Regions from separate parts of the Mus musculus genome. Here region 2 is linked to region 1. Evidence: chromatin contacts called from public HiChIP or PLAC-seq data. All regions are on one chromosome and are shown on one strand. Each heading gives the region's core, a stretch centred on a gene start, on an enhancer-like site or on the middle of the called end of the contact. The rest is flanking DNA. Distances are from core to core; before and after follow the strand shown.

Region 1 (3,540 bases), core at 655-3,154:
TGGTTCACAGACCTGCCTGCAGGCAAGACACCCCCACCACACATACACAAACACAAACACAAACACATTTTTTACAAAATAAATTAAATTAAAAAAAAAAAGAATTAGTTACCTAATAAACTCACTACATTAAGAGAAAGACCAGCTGGTCGTGGTGACACACGCCTTTAATCCCAGCACTCGGGAGGCAAAGGCAGGTGGATTTCTGAGTTTGAGACCAGCCTGGTCTACAAAGTGAGTTCCAGGACAGCCAGGGCTATACAGAGAAACCCTGTCTCGAAAAACCAAAGGGGAAAAAAAAAAGTTTTTAACCAAAGGCAAGCTTGGAACACAAACCGCCACTGCCAGACTCAGGTACAAAGCGGTACCTCCGTGTGAACGATGGCACTTGGTGTTTCCTCCTCCTTCAGCTGGTCTGGAGTTTTGCATCCAGGGATGAAAAGCAGCATGTTGGATGTGTCTGCTATCTTCAGGTCGTAGGTTTTGTCTTTACTGCACAACACAGCCTGTTCATCCTTATCTCCTCTAATCACAAAGCTACAGGCAAATGGAGGGGGGGGGTAAAGACATGGCTTATTGAGACTCTAGTGGATAGCTCACTTTAAATAACTCCCAAATCGGGGACTAGAGAGATGGCTCAGCGATTAAGAGCACTGACTGCTCTTCCAGAGGTCCTGAGTCCTGAGTTCAAATCCCAACAACCACATGGTGGCTCCCAACCACCCATAAGAGATCTGATGCCCTCTTCTGGGGTGTCTGAGGACAGCTACAGTGTACTTACATATAATAAATAAATAAATCTAAAAAAAAAGAAAGAAAGAAAGAAAAAATAAGTCCCAAATCCTGTGGCTTCTAGATTTAAAATTAAACCTTGGGAGTGTGGTGCTTTGAAAGAGGACCCCGCCCCCAAACACAGGCTCAGACATTTGAACACTTAGTCCCCAGTCCACAGCCCTATCTGAGGAGGGGTTGGGAGGTGTAGCCTTACTGGAGGAAGTATGTCACTGAGGGGGAGCTCTGAGAGTAAGAGCCTTGCCCACTTGCAGTTCAGTCACTCAGCTTTGTGCTTGCCATAAAAGACATGATCTCAGCCTAGGATTTAAAATCCAAGGTCTTGGCAGCAACTTTGTAGTTGACCCGGAATTAAAAACAGATCCAGATCTTCAGTAAGTGACCCCAACCAACCCCCGGGCTACACGCAGCAGTCTGCATTAGGCTTTAAACTTCTGTCTCGTTTGTCCCATCTGCGGTTCAAGGAGAAGAAACCCAAGTGGCAAGCCAAGAACTCTCTCTACAGGCACTGCTACTACATTCTGAGATTGAACGAGTGTTTCTGTGGAGTACTTGGCATCAGTACTGAGCCCTCCAAAGCTCCCTGGAGCTTCCTTCTTGACACTCCCCCGCTGACACCTGGCTCTAAATTCCCTGGAGTCCTGCTAACAAGGCAGTCTAGCAAATGCTGAATCCTCCTGACAGATGACAGCAAGCTGAGGACCCGCCCATCGGCCTGTACGGGCCCAATCAAAGCAACTCTCTGCACCAGTTCCTCCTTCCGAGTTCCCCGGGCTACGCCGGGCGGGTAGGCGGCCTCTTTGAGGCCGGGGAATCGGCGCTCCCGAGCCCCACCATCCCGGCTCACCTGTCCCCGGCCTCCAGCTGCTGGCACAGTGCTGGTTCCAGCTCCAGCAGGCAGAAGTCGCCGGTGGCCGCGCCGCCGGTCCCGGAGCTGAAGCTCAGGCAGTGCACCGTGGGCAGCAGCTCGGTGGCGTTCAGCTTGGCAACCTGCAGCGTCGCGTCCACTTCCTCGCGGGTCCTCCGGGAAGCGCTCGGCGGGGACATCTCGCAGCACGGAGAGGGGTGTGTCCTCGACCTAAACTCCCGGGACTTCAAAAGCGCGCCAAATCCGCCCGAGCCGACTTCCGGGGCGGGACGGGGCGTGTCCCGAGGAAGTCGGAAAGTATCTGGACTCGCGAGTCCTTCTGCAGCCCACTGACAGCGTGCAAGTCCCCGGTTGCTGGGGAGAAGCACGGTTTCCCCCATGAGGACTCCAGGAAGGTCCTGTTAGCAATTCTGGGTCCCCACGGGGCCAAGCACGGCTCTTGCACTCACCCCTTCCGCCACCCTGTGCCCACCCCCTTCTTTCCCGCCAAAGCTCCTTTTCCTCGCCTGCTGCGGTGGGTCCCGTGATGAGCTATGTCTGTGCAGAATTTCATTAAGCCGTTAAAACAACCCAGTAAGGCAGGATCCTGTCGATCCTGTCATGCAGAAGCGAGCAGAATGCTTGCCAATGGTGGCGCAGCCTTGAGATGGCAAAGTCTGAATCCAGCTTGATGTATGTATGGTGGTTCCAAAATAGCCTGCCCAGTGTTGTGCAGGACCAAGAACCAGATCCTGGCAGAATAAGATGTCATTTGTTTGGACTTCGAGACCATCCTAGATGGAAGGTAGCTTGCCTCCCGTTCGTTAAATACTTCATTTGTGCTAAGTGGCGCTTGAGACTTCTACACAGAAACAGCCCGCCTGGTATGCTCCTGGGAGAGTCTGGCTAACTCAGCATTACAGGGTGTGATGTTTTCTTGACCAAAGTTTACAATGACGTGAAACTGTTTTAAGATGAAAACCCATTCATAGACTCACATCCATGCACCTGAAACTGATGTGCGAGCTCTCTAAGGGATGCTGCCGGCAGACCCCTGCAGACTGGCCACCCATAAAAGTTGAAACAGTAAGAGGAATAATTGTCTTCAGAGAGGGTGGTTTCTCACTCCTTCCTGTAAAACAAACAAATGAATAAATAAAAAGGGAGGCCAAGGTGACCCCAGTCCATCAGGTTAAAAACCGACATGAGCCAGGTAGTGCTGGCACCATACCTTTAATCCCAGCACTCAGGAGGCAAAGGGAGGACCTCTGAATTCTAGACCAGCCTGGACTATAGAGCAAGTTCCAGGACAGCCAAGGCTACACAGAGTAACATTGTCTAGAAAAACAACAAGCAAAAACATCTGAGTTGCCAAAGGGTAGTTTAGTTCCAGCACTCAGGAGGCAGAGGCTGGCGGATCTGAGTTCGAGGCCATTCTGGTCTACATAGTGAGCTTCAAGCCAGTCAAGGCTAAATAGACCCCCCCCCTCTCTCTCTCTCTCACACACACACACACACACACACACACACAAAACAAAAAAAAACAAAAATCGGATCGAATAAGAAAAATGATGGAACAATATCCTGAATATGAAAGTACCACGAATTTATTAGTGGCTATCACTAAGATGGCTCAAAGTTAAAAGTGCTTGCCATGCAAGATGATAAGCTGACTTCAGTCTCCAGAAGATATAGTGGAAGAAGAGACCCAACTCTGAAAGTTGCCCTCTGACTGCCACACATGTGCCATAACAAGTGTGCACCCACACACACAATAATAAAATTTTAAAAATTAAGGATACTGTAGGATAGTGTCTTAGTTGGAGTTTCATTGCTATGAAGCAACCTCATGACCAAGGCAACTCTTATAAGGGAAAACACTTAATTGGGAATAGCTTACA
Region 2 (3,540 bases), core at 757-3,256, 120 kb after region 1:
ACAGCTAATATCCATTTGTAAGTGAATACATACCACGTATACCCTTTTGAATCTGGGTTACCTCACTCAGGATGATATTTTCTAGCTGCATTTATTTGCCTGCAAATTTCATGATATCCTTATTTTTAATAGCTGAATAGTATTCCCTTTGTGTAAATGGACCACTTTCTTTCTTTCTTTTTTTTTTTTTTTTTTTTTTTTTTTTTTTTTTTTTGAGACAGGGTTTCTCTGTGTAGCCCTGGCTGTCCTGGAACTCACTTTGTAGACCAGGCTGGCCCCAAACTCAGAAATCCACCTGCCTCTGACTCCATAGAGCTGGGCGTGCGCCACCACGGTCTGGCCACATTTTCTTTATTCATCCTTCAGCTGAAGGATATCTTAGGTTATATCCAGTTTCTGGCTATTACAAATAAAGCTGCTAGGAGCATAGTTGAGCAAGTGTCCTTGTGGTATGGTGGAGCATCTTTTGTGGTGATATAGCCAGGTCTTGAGCTAGAACTATTCCCAATTTTCTAAAAACTGCCAGATTGCTTTTCAAAGTTTTTGTATAAGTCTGCACACTCAGCAGGCATGAGGGTTCGCCTTTCTCCACATCCTCACCAGCATGTGCTGTCACTTGCATTTTTGATCTTAGCCATTCTAACAGGTAGAAGATGGACTATCAGAATAGTTTTGATTTGCATTTCCCTGGTGACCAAGGACTTTGAACATTTCTTTAAGTGCTTCTCAGCCATTGGAGGTTCCTCACTCAAGAATTCTCTGTTGGGATCTACCTGTACCCCATTTTTAATTGGGTTATCTGGTTTGTTGATGTCTAATTTCTTGAGTTCTTAACATATTTTGGGTATCAGCCCTGTGTCAAATGTAGAGTTGGTGAAGATCTCTTCCCATTCTGTAGGCTGCTATTCTGTCCTATTGATGGTGTCCTTCGCTTCAGGAAGTCCCATTTATTAATTGTTGAGCTGAGCGCCTGAGATGTTGGTGTTCTATTCAGGAAGTTGTCTCCTATGCCAATGAGTTCAAGGCTATTCCTCACTTTCTTTTCTATTAGATTTAGTATATCTGGTTTTATGTCAAAGTCTTTGATCAACTCGGGCTTGAGTTTTGATGTATTTATTTTAACAAATAAAGACCAGTGATGTAGAATGTTTGGTAGAATGTTTACCTGCCATGTTTAAATTGTGCGCAATGGCACAGAGACCTACAATCCAAACCCTCAGGACAGGCAGAATGGGATGTCAAGGTCACCCTTGTCAAGGTCACCCTTGAGTACATATAGTGAGTTCAAAGCCAGCCTGGGCTATAGCAGACTCTGGCTCAAAGAGAAAAGAAATGAAGTCTTAGTATGGGACATATACATACACTGTGCTGGGTTGCAGGGAGCCTGGGGTTAATTCAGGTAGAAAAACAAGGGAAGTAAGTGAGCCATGAGAATGTACAGTGTGGTATGTGATCTGGTGGAGGGGACCCTGGGGCCAGTAGTACACTACGAAGAGAACTCCGGTGAGACTGACTTTCACAGAGGATCTGGCTACCAAATTTTTTAAATGTGTGTCACGTGAGAAGAATTTGGGAGTGCGTGTGCGCCACTCCACAAGCCCACATGGCATTTGCGTAGCCTCTTTCTTGGGACTTTTGCCCCTGTTGGCTGTAGTCTTCTGGCTGTGTCGCTCTCTGGCCTGCATGCCACACATTCTCCATGAGTTGTCTCTTCTCCCCAGTGTCTAACAAGCACCCGTTTGTGGACAGCAACCTCCTCTACCAGTTCAGAATGAACTTCCGTCGGAGGCGGAGGCTGATGGAGCTGCTCAATGAGACGTCCCCGTCCTCTCAGGAGACGCATGACAGTCCCTTCTGTCTGAGGAAGCAGAGCCACGACAGTCGGAAATCTACCAGCTTTATGTCAGGTATGCCGGTTTTCCGGTGTGTTTGTCTTTTGAGAGGTAATAAAGTGTGGGGCCAAGAATCCTTTGGTATGCTGCTTGCTAGTACACAGGAAGCCTGAGGTTTAATCCCTAGCAACACTCAGGTGTGGCAGCGCATTCCTGTAAATTCCAGAACTCGGGAGGAGGAGGCGGGTGGATTAGAAAAGCATCGTCATCCAACACTACAGTATTTGATGTCTTCTTGGGTTATGTGAGACCTTGTGTTAAACATGCCTGCCTGCGTTCGAGAGCGCATGCACACACACACACACACACACACACACACACACACACACACACACACCATCGCAAATACAGAAGTGGGAGATGTTTAAAGAGAATCCCCAACTCCTCTGAAAACTTGGCATGAACTCAAGGCACTTGGTGACTTAAAGTTCAGAAGCACTGGGTGGCTGAGGGGCCCTAGCCTGTGATGCCAGTAATTGGGAGATAGAGGCAAGAACTCAAGGTCAGGTGTAGAGCCATAACTTCCTAAGATCCTGCCTCAAAAGGAAGAGAGGGAATGGGGGAGGAAAGGAAGGAAGGAAGGAAGGAAGGAAATAGAAAGGAGAGAAGGAAGGGAGGGAGGGAGGGAGGGAGGGAGGAAGAGAAGGAGGGTGAAAGGGAGGACAAAGTAAATCAGCACAGGGCTTAAGTCAGCCCCAAATGTATTTGTCCGGTCTTGCTTATGCACAGGAGCTGATAACAAGAACACTTACGCTGTCAAAGGAGACATTTCTGTGCCCTGGTTTGCTCACTTAATTCTTCCTGTAACCCCAAGGAAACGATTGTTCCTGTCCTCATTTTATAGATGAGGAAATACCCTAGCACTGGAGTGATTTGACAGTTCCAAGTGGTAGACGTGGCTTCACACCAGCAGCTCCAATTTATCACCCCCTCCCCCCCGCCTTTCGAGTCCTGTATATCCAAAGGTCCTCATACACACCTTGGTTCAAAATAAAAATGAAGCAAGAGTTGCTAAGCAGAAAAGTGAAAACCAAGCTGAAGGCCAGCTACCCAAGTTTATGCTCCAAGGTTATCGCAGGTGGTAGCATTCTGTCTAAGCTCTGCCCCACAGTTACCTGGCAACAGCCAGATGTGCCTGACTGGCTATAAAGGGGGATGCTTGTCCCTTCTGCTCTCTCTTGGTCTCTTGCATTCTTGTTCCCACTCTGTCCTCTCATCTCCCCCCCCCCCATTCCCCTCCTCACTGTGTCTCCTAGTGCTCATGGCTGGCCTCTACTCCTCTACTTACTCTCTCTTTCTCTCTCTCTCCCCCTCTCCCTCCCCCTCCCCCTCGTTCTCTTGCTCTCTCACTCTCTCTGCCTTTCTCTGTCTCTACTCTTCTCCCCGTTCCCTGAATAAACTCTGTTCTATACTATACTGTCATGTAGCTGGTCCCTCAGAAGGGAAGGGAGGCTTCAGCATGGGCCCGTGGAGGCACGTCCTTCCCCCATACCTTACCACACCTCCACCAAACACATTCCTTCTCTCCTTTATAAAACACAAGAATAGGGACACACTGCTGTCTTGTGCAGATGCAAGTAACATTCTTTGGGGCAGGGGCTTTGCCTGCTTCTTGAATAGGTTCAGTAGAGATGAAGAGAATTCAGTA

Evidence for each region. HiChIP or PLAC-seq counts read pairs in DNA pulled down with a chosen protein or histone mark.
Region 2: a contact with region 1 is called in an H3K27ac HiChIP or PLAC-seq map of trophoblast stem cells, with 11 read pairs. The contact joins the enhancer-like site here to the promoter of Dscc1 in region 1. A contact is called at or near these places in 7 of 39 promoter capture datasets (the 3T3-L1 cell line, embryonic stem cells, hippocampal neurons and 3 more), 14 of 484 Hi-C or Micro-C datasets (DN2 thymocytes, centroblasts, embryonic stem cells and 2 more), 4 of 115 datasets of contacts at active chromatin or transcription factors (the SCID.adh cell line, embryonic stem cells and trophoblast stem cells) and 3 of 9 other capture datasets (adipose tissue, macrophages and pancreatic islet).

Annotation. Positions count from the first base shown.
Region 1 is chr15:55,088,587-55,092,126 of GRCm38.p6, forward strand. It overlaps Dscc1 (DNA replication and sister chromatid cohesion 1), which reads right to left and starts at 1,905. Exons shown (of 9, transcript NM_183089.3): 1 at 1,640-1,905; 2 at 369-537. The coding sequence starts at 1,839. All of the region lies in intron 2 of Gm41325 (a long non-coding RNA gene), which reads left to right.
Region 2 is chr15:55,207,010-55,210,549 of GRCm38.p6, forward strand. It overlaps Deptor (DEP domain containing MTOR-interacting protein), which reads left to right. Exons shown (of 9, transcript NM_145470.3): 5 at 1,722-1,907. Among named protein-coding and RNA genes, the nearest start is that of Gm26296, 54 kb to the right of the region's middle. Within about 2 kb of position 2,007, at least 22 of the 459 cell types and tissues checked have an H3K27ac peak or open chromatin away from gene starts, as enhancers often do. A contact at or near this core is called in the SCID.adh cell line, adipose tissue and trophoblast stem cells, where this site is marked.